2 separate regions of the Gasterosteus aculeatus genome follow, and region 1 is linked to region 2. Evidence: chromatin contacts called from public Hi-C data. All regions are on one chromosome and are shown on one strand. Each heading gives the region's core, a stretch centred on a gene start, on an enhancer-like site or on the middle of the called end of the contact. The rest is flanking DNA. Distances are from core to core; before and after follow the strand shown. Region 1 holds the start of ndufaf4 (NADH:ubiquinone oxidoreductase complex assembly factor 4). Region 2 overlaps nt5dc1 (5'-nucleotidase domain containing 1).

Region 1 (3,735 bases), core at 190-2,689, 36 kb after region 2:
TCCCTGCTACACATTTGGTCATAGAGAGGAAAGGAAGGAAAAACACGCGTGTGAATAACATAATGAATAAATATCAGCTGACGTCCTGGCTCAACACACGTGCGGTCAGACTCCATCCACAGACCCGCCTGCTCGGATGCTGCACTCGTGGTCATCTGGGACTTATGGGGTCTAGCGGCATGGATTCGCAAGTCCTAGTAAGGGTTAAAAACACCCAATACATATGTATACAAACTATACAATCAGTTAACAAAATAGCATCTTATTATTAAATATGGGTGAAGTTACACCGACTGATGCATTAAGAAGCATTAAGTATCCCGGTTGTGAAGATGACCTGGATGTTGACATCTGCTTCTTCGTCCTTCTCTTAATACTTTCATTTCCCTACCTGGGACGGGATTTTTTACTTTGTTTTCAAAGACAGGAAAAAATGGCAATTACACAGTTCCATTGTTTTAACAATCCTCTGTAAATGTCTAAGAAAGTTCTTCTCAAACAGAAGCAGACTGTTAGGGGACTATTGTTAGTGGTGGTGCTCTAGTGGAGTCGTCCCCAAAGACCAACAGAAGAAGATTTCGTGTCTTTTATTGAACATTTATATGTCCAGTACATCATCGAGGCACCTGAGAGAGAGAGAGGAATGTTTGTATTCTTCTTCTCCTAATCAAAACCTAAAGATAGAACTTGGGCTTTAGATGAAATAGAAAAAAATATCACCAGCACCTGGTTTGACATTTGAGCAAGTTTACGTGTCATGGCACAATTTTGAGAGCAATTCCATTTGATAATGTGGTCAAATGTGGGGTGCTCATACATATCTGTTTCGACTCTATAAGTCAACAGTCTAGACCAGGGGTGCTCAATACGTCGATCGCGATCTACCAGTCGATCTCCAAGGTACTATTGGTAGATCGCATGACAAGGTGAGAAGACATTGTCATGAACTGACGCTATACAAATAAAGTTGAGTTGTTTTGAATAAAAAAACTAGACGTCAGCCTATCAGCCATCCCGTCACTTGATTGATACACAGGACAACCAGTCAGATGACATCTGATTTTTTCCCCGTACATTTAGGTCACTGTGCGTGTTCAAACAACGCCCCTGAGCGCTGCAAAGCTAACAAGCTAGTCGTTAGTTACATCCTAATTTTTCGTTCGTTTTTTTCCTCTTTTTCCTCCCCTAACAAGATAGGGTATAAAAATTAGTGGGGGAGCCGGACCAAGTAAAAAGAAAAAAACCTATCACTTTCATACGGAGTGGGAGGAGGACTTTTTTTTCACGATGACATTTTCAAAGTGCGTTTGTCTCGTCTGCCAGTCTACCGTCGCAATACCAAAGAAGGGAAATGTGGAGCGGCATTTTCGGACTCTTCATGGAAAATAGCTCAGGTGATGGCAAAAAATGTACATAATTATGTTGTTCAGTCTGTTCAGTTCTGAATTATGTTGTGTTGTGCAACATATGTGGTTATACATCAACATAAGTTGTAAGAATCCTCGATATATTTCTCAATAAATATAATGGGTAGATCATTTTGACTTGGTCTTTTCAAAAGTAGCTCCCATGCTGAAAAAGTGTGAGCACCCCTGGTCTAGACACTCGACTCCTCCTCGCTCCTCAAGCCTCACATGCACAAATGCGCCTCGGCGTCGTCTCTTCTTTTTTTATCAAGTGTTGCTGAAACCTCCGGCTCAACGCAGCCAATAGCGTTGGCGAGAACTGATGAACGTGATTAATTACAAATTGTTAAACCCAAACACCAGGGATCAGTGATCTATTTTTAAACGAACAAATTCATTTTCACAGCACTTTTTTGGTTCTTTTTTTTGTTGCAAATACATTCCTCTGATCTCTGCATTATCGGTCGGTTCATTTCTGTTGTTTCTCATGTGTTTTATGTGCACAGGTGTGGTGCAACATGTGCAACAACATCTTTGACTGAGAACCTCTGGCCTTTTGGTGACTTAGTGAATTCCATCAGCTCAGGAGTCATACACCAGTTAGTGAGTGAAATGAAACGAATTCCTTTCCTCGCAAATAAAATATAAAGTGCTGTGGTTTGTTATGTTATGACTGAGCAGATAACCACCTCCAGATGTGCTCCGTACGGCCTCGCCTGTGTAAAAAGTTAACTGTGTGGTCTGGCCTGGTCAGAGAACTTGGCGGACGGAAGTGGTAACTGATTTATTTACTTTATTTATCTCACCAATAAATAATTTCTCATTGTGACAAGAAGGCAGGGCTTTGGTACGTATTTCAAACATAGACAATGAAGGTGAGAAAAAGAACCACTTTCTTTCTTTATTCGGACTGCGTTAGAATACGAATGCTGCCATCTGCTGGTCGTGTTACAGCTCATCTCGTGTCTACCTGACGTTGGAAAGAAGAAGTATAGTATTACATAGATCAAGTACTTTTAAAATGATTGCATATCATGAGATTTATACAAATAAACCTATAACGGATGAAGTTGGGTCTCCTCTTGTAATATCGTGTTTTATTTAAGTTTTTACCAAGGCTTATCTCGAAACAATGACTTGATTCATCACATCCTCTTGATTCATGAGTTTCTCATAATAATAATAATAATAAGAAAAATACATTTTACTCATAACGCTCTTCATCAATAGATCTGCCACAGAGCCAGCAAAACATTCGGTTAAAACATTCTTAGTAAACGCTAGTTAAATCAGAGGAGAAAATTAACTTAACCATAATCTTATAGTTCTATTATAGTTCCGTGTATCTTATTATCTATTCTTAACATTCCCTCCTTGTTCATTTTTTTATTGGACTTAAAATACATTTATATGGATGGATTAAAAAAAGAACAAGAAAAACCAATGTTTTGTAATTATCGACCAAATAAGGAATTGAGCAATGACACTCCCGACCAACAGGAGTCGCTTCAGCTTTGTGCCTTCGCCTTTTCCCCGTGACAAGGACCTTCTCGCTCGCCGTCGACATTTTGAACAAACTTTATCAGTTACCGGCGTCAATCGGTTACATGTCCAACATGGGCGCACGGGTCGCGCGTATGTTCCGAAATTTCAATCTAGAAAGCCGAGTTCACCGAGAAATCTCCAAAGAAAAGCCCCGCGCGGCACCGCGGCACGAGGCCGACCTGCCGGCCTCCGACGGGAGCTCCGACGGTGAGTGCTCGATCCGCCCCCCGCGGCCTTGTGTGGTCTCCTCGGGCCACACGCAGCTTAGACGCCGGGTTGATTGGCCAGGCTCAGACACAACGTTACCATTGAGGCTTCTGAATGAAGACCCGGGAGAACCGTCCACGCTCATGTGCTCGCTGTGTGTTTGTTTCAGCTTTGGAGACCGCGAGATCCGTCAGCCAGAAGAACGACCCGCTGCTGACCCTCCTGAAGTCCGTGTACGTGGAGTCGAAAGATCCGGCCGCAGAGGTCAGACTGGGACACTGATGGCGTCTCCAACGGTGGATGATTTGACCATGTTCAAGTTGTCCCACTTTATTACGTCTTTCCTCAAAACAATACGGGGTTGTCAGAGTTTTTAGACTTCCTTCTGCTCACAGGACTCGAAGGACGTGGCCGGGGGCGACGAGGCGGAGCGGCGGCCGCTGAGGTTCAGCCTGCCGGGGGAAACTTTCAGCCCCGTGGAGCTCACCGATGTTCCTAAAGGCAAACTGACCATCGTCGAGGCTCTGACGGCCCTGAGCAGCCACCAGCGCCAGCCTCAGACGTGGACGCTGGGGAA
Region 2 (3,843 bases), core at 1,305-3,804:
CATTCTAAATGTTATATTTACTTTTTTTCATTGTTTTCTGTAATAGTTATTGTCATTACAATGCAAAATTGCAATGATACATAAATATTTGCCTTGATTTAAAATAAGTCATTAGCGGGTTTAATAATTTATTAAAGGCGCTTAAGGTTGGTGATTCTACATTTGAACACATGATGGTAGCATCATAATTTACATTAGCCCCAATGCTCATCTATACATTAATGTGGTCCCTTTTTCCCCTTACCTTAACTAAAAGGTTTCATTTGAACAAAGAAAAAGTACATTGGAAAAATATATCATTTTTATTTGTTATCCCAACTCTGTTCCTACACAGAACATGCACCTTTACAATGATGTCAATATTTGTGTGAATTTAGCTTTTAACATGTATTATTGTACCAACGTAATGTTAAAGAAAGACATGAATCCTCAAAAGTGTATATGCATCGTCATTCCCATGTTCCCTTTGCAGGCTTTTGATTTTGTTTCATTGTATTTTTGTCATCATTTCAAGATTTTCCTTCTCTTTCACAGACCAAAGACGTGAAAGGAAAAAAAGCTGTTTACACTTTGAGGCATAACGCAGCAATTTGCTGTTCTCTGGCTAAAAACGGAAAGTCCACAGACCAAACGGCCGAGCCACGGTTTACTACGTGCACCCAACAGGTGCTGGAAAACACCGCTTTTGTGGATGCTTTAGGGAACACTTGAGATTATAGCTTACCTTTATAGCGATGGATGCACACAGAGCTTATGAATAGTGCGCAAATCCATTTTTAGTATTGGTTTGGACGGCCGTCCTCTTCCTCGCTCATTACCATGATAAAGAAAACGATCCCGTCCCCTCATCACATTTTGGTGCTGTTTGTGAAACGCTCCCGCGCTCGCCCCCTAATCTGCACGACCGCCGACTGTTGATTTGTGCATCCTGTCCGTGGCCTTTGATGGTCCACAGGCCTGCGGTCATAGTCGTACATGACAGTTGTGCAGGAATCTGTCGCCTACATCTACCGTGTATTCTTGATCGAATAATATCCCCAATAGTTTGACACTACTACGACAATTTGAGCCGTTTATATTTGAATGAGGGTCAAGATGATGATTAGTGTGTTCGCAACAACGCGGCGCGGTTTCCAGGGGAACTCGAACATTTTTTGTTTGTGTTTGAAAGCCCTCGTTGGCTCTTTCTTTAACATTCGTTTCGCTGCCGACCCAATTTTCCACTAAATCCACGACCTTTCTTTGATTGGGGCGACACGCGGGCGAGCCCTCCTCCACATGTGTACTGTGGTGGTTCATTCCAGGTTGCCGTGGAATAAAACGGCCTGCGCGCTGCATCCCTGCAGCGTGGCATCTGATGAAATGTAACGTAAAGGCAGTGGCGAGGTCAGTTGTTTGTATATGGCACACATATCGGTGCAACAAGGGTTTGTTGTAGTGTTCGGAGGAGCGCTCCTGACCTCCCTCAGCTGACCTTGCTGGCTCCCCGAGGACTGAAACGGCCCCACTGAGGGCCTAAAGTCGATGTGGCAACCGGCTCTTTCTCTGAAGGTGAACTCGTGGATTCAATCAAAGAGAGAAAAAAGTGCTGATGATTACGACCAAATGTTTACACGCGGTCATTTTTAAAGGTGTGGATCTGGGGCTCCTCCTGATTGGATCATGGGTTCAGCTTGTGCTTCTTCTGGTTCGACACCTTTACCGCCCTCTTGGAGCTCATAATGACCTTCCCAAGCAAGCAAGTCCTGTGTTCCACCACAGGAGGGCAGCAGGTCCAAACCTTTCCATTGGGAAAAGGATTTTCGTAAGCTGCTTAAACCCCATCACACATGCACAAGAACCGAGTAGTTCAAAAAGAAATTATTTAGAAAACTTGGAAAGTTGAGGGATTAAAGTAATCCTATTTCATTCTGATTCAGAGGCCTCTAAAGGTCCCATTAGGTGTCTAGAGGTGACGTCAGAAAGATGGCATGAGCCTTTTTTGCTGGAAGTTCAGGACCCGCATCCTCTAACTTTGTCCCATCAAGGAGACCTGAGCGAACACAACTGGAGCACGGACAACTTTTTGATAAGATTTAGTCCTCCGGTCCCCCATCTCATAATATCCTTTCAATGCTTCGTGTAAAACCCTTCGTACTCGTACCGTGTGTCATGTAACACATGGATTGACTTCTATTGGAAAGAAAAACTTGTCCTTTTGGGTGCCGACCTCTTTGGAAATGCCTACAGGGCCCCCAGGTGGGGCCCAGACACCACTTAAAAGAATTAAAACGTGACTGTTCCACGCCCCTGTGAGCAGCACATTTAACATGAAGTGATTCCTTCTGACCTCCCATTCCTATGAATAACAGTGTAGGACACATTCTCTCCCTCTGCTGTCCTTCCTGTCCGTTCTATGTAACGCCGTAATAGTTCATGTACCTCTGCCTCCAGTCAGTCGCTTTGTCATACAACTAGATCTCCACAACTAATATGTGGGGCTGCCATAGCATGTAGTAGGCGTATTGCGTCATGTTAGCAGCGCACGCACGAGGTTCTCTGCCAGGGTCAACGCCTCAGCTCGTCCACAACCTGCCCTCTGAAAGGAGTCACGCCTCTTCTCGCTTATTGGCTCCGACCGCTTCAGCTCCAAAGAAAGTCTGCGATCCAGTTGGTTGAGATTGTTTGAATGATCATTTAGGAGTAATTACGAAGCAGAGGAAAAGGTGGTGTAAAAAAATAACTGTCATTTCCTGTAATTGCAAACCCCCCCAAGTTGCCATTTTAAGTTTCTTCGGAAATACCAAGAACAATTGGAATAACACATTTTGTGACTTAGTTTCCACACACAAACCCGTCAATATGTGGTGCAAATTGGCGTCACGTGTCTTTATTTTGTGCGGCTCGTTGTGTTATTCATGTTTTCTTTTACTGCGTTTTCATGAGGCTTCGCTGAGCGCATTCGGTCGAGAGATGGATTGTGTAATGGAGCAGGATTGTGTAACGCGGCCATATTCAGCTCTGTACAGTATGCTGACGGGATGTACCGAAGGGCAGCTGGGCGGCTTCAAGGGGAGGAAAGCCCGACTTCTTAACTAGAGACTCTTTCAGATGTTGAAACCACAGTCTGTTCATTTTCACCGCGCAAACCATGACATATTTGGTCGTGTATGAGCAGAATTCATCCCCTCAGACTTCAGACAAACATATCTGTGACTCAGTGAGACTGAGAAATGGAAGCATGCTCCCTTTGACGTCGATCTCCTGAACCGTTTTATTGGATCATGTGAAGACGACGACCGATTGTGACAATTCTGTTTACTTGTATGTTTTTGATGTGTCATTATTTGACTAAAAAAACACTATTCTAAATGTAATACAAAGCTTGGTGTAGCTTCGGTTTTTATTTTTCCATCTGTGTGTGTACAGCGGATGCAGGGACGTACTTCCCCAGCGTGAAGAGGGACCCGGGCCGGTACCTGCAGCCCTGCTCCGACTCGGTCAAGGCCTGGCTGCGCAGCATGAAGAGCGCCGGGAAGCTCCTCCTCCTCATCACCAGCTCCCACAGTGACTACTGCAGGCTCATCTGTGAACACATCCTGGGGTGAGGTGACCCCCAACACCCGGTCTGCAGCACTTCCTCCGCGCCTCCCATCAATCAATTCACATATCTGTGAACGGCACCTTTTATGATTTGAAGCGGAAGTAAAAAACAAACAAACTGAACTCCCACTAAACTGAAGGCTGACGTTTAGCGTCTGCTCATTTCGTGAGCAGACGCCCTTTTAAAGAAAAGTTCCACATTCTTCTCCTAAGATGGTGGTTACCACAGACCTTACTTCAGGCGCCCGACTAAAAAGAAAC

What was found. A called contact is a pair of places that touch in the nucleus more often than the background predicts.
Region 1: a Hi-C map of tail fin shows a contact between it and region 2, with 4 times the contacts expected there. The contact joins the promoter of ndufaf4 here to the enhancer-like site in region 2. A contact is called at or near these places in 5 of 6 Hi-C or Micro-C datasets (liver, skeletal muscle, tail fin and 1 more).

The regions. Positions count from the first base shown.
Region 1 is chr18:3,444,910-3,448,644 of fGasAcu3.hap1.1, forward strand. ndufaf4 (NADH:ubiquinone oxidoreductase complex assembly factor 4) reads left to right here and starts at 1,440. Exons shown (of 3, transcript XM_040160602.2): 1 at 1,440-3,158; 2 at 3,328-3,422; 3 at 3,554-3,735. The coding sequence starts at 3,014.
Region 2 is chr18:3,407,782-3,411,624 of fGasAcu3.hap1.1, forward strand. nt5dc1 (5'-nucleotidase domain containing 1) reads left to right here. Exons shown (of 12, transcript XM_040160584.2): 7 at 3,409-3,583. Among protein-coding and RNA genes, the nearest start is that of LOC120808022, 15 kb to the left of the region's middle. Within about 2 kb of position 2,555, at least 2 of the 9 cell types and tissues checked have open chromatin away from gene starts, as enhancers often do.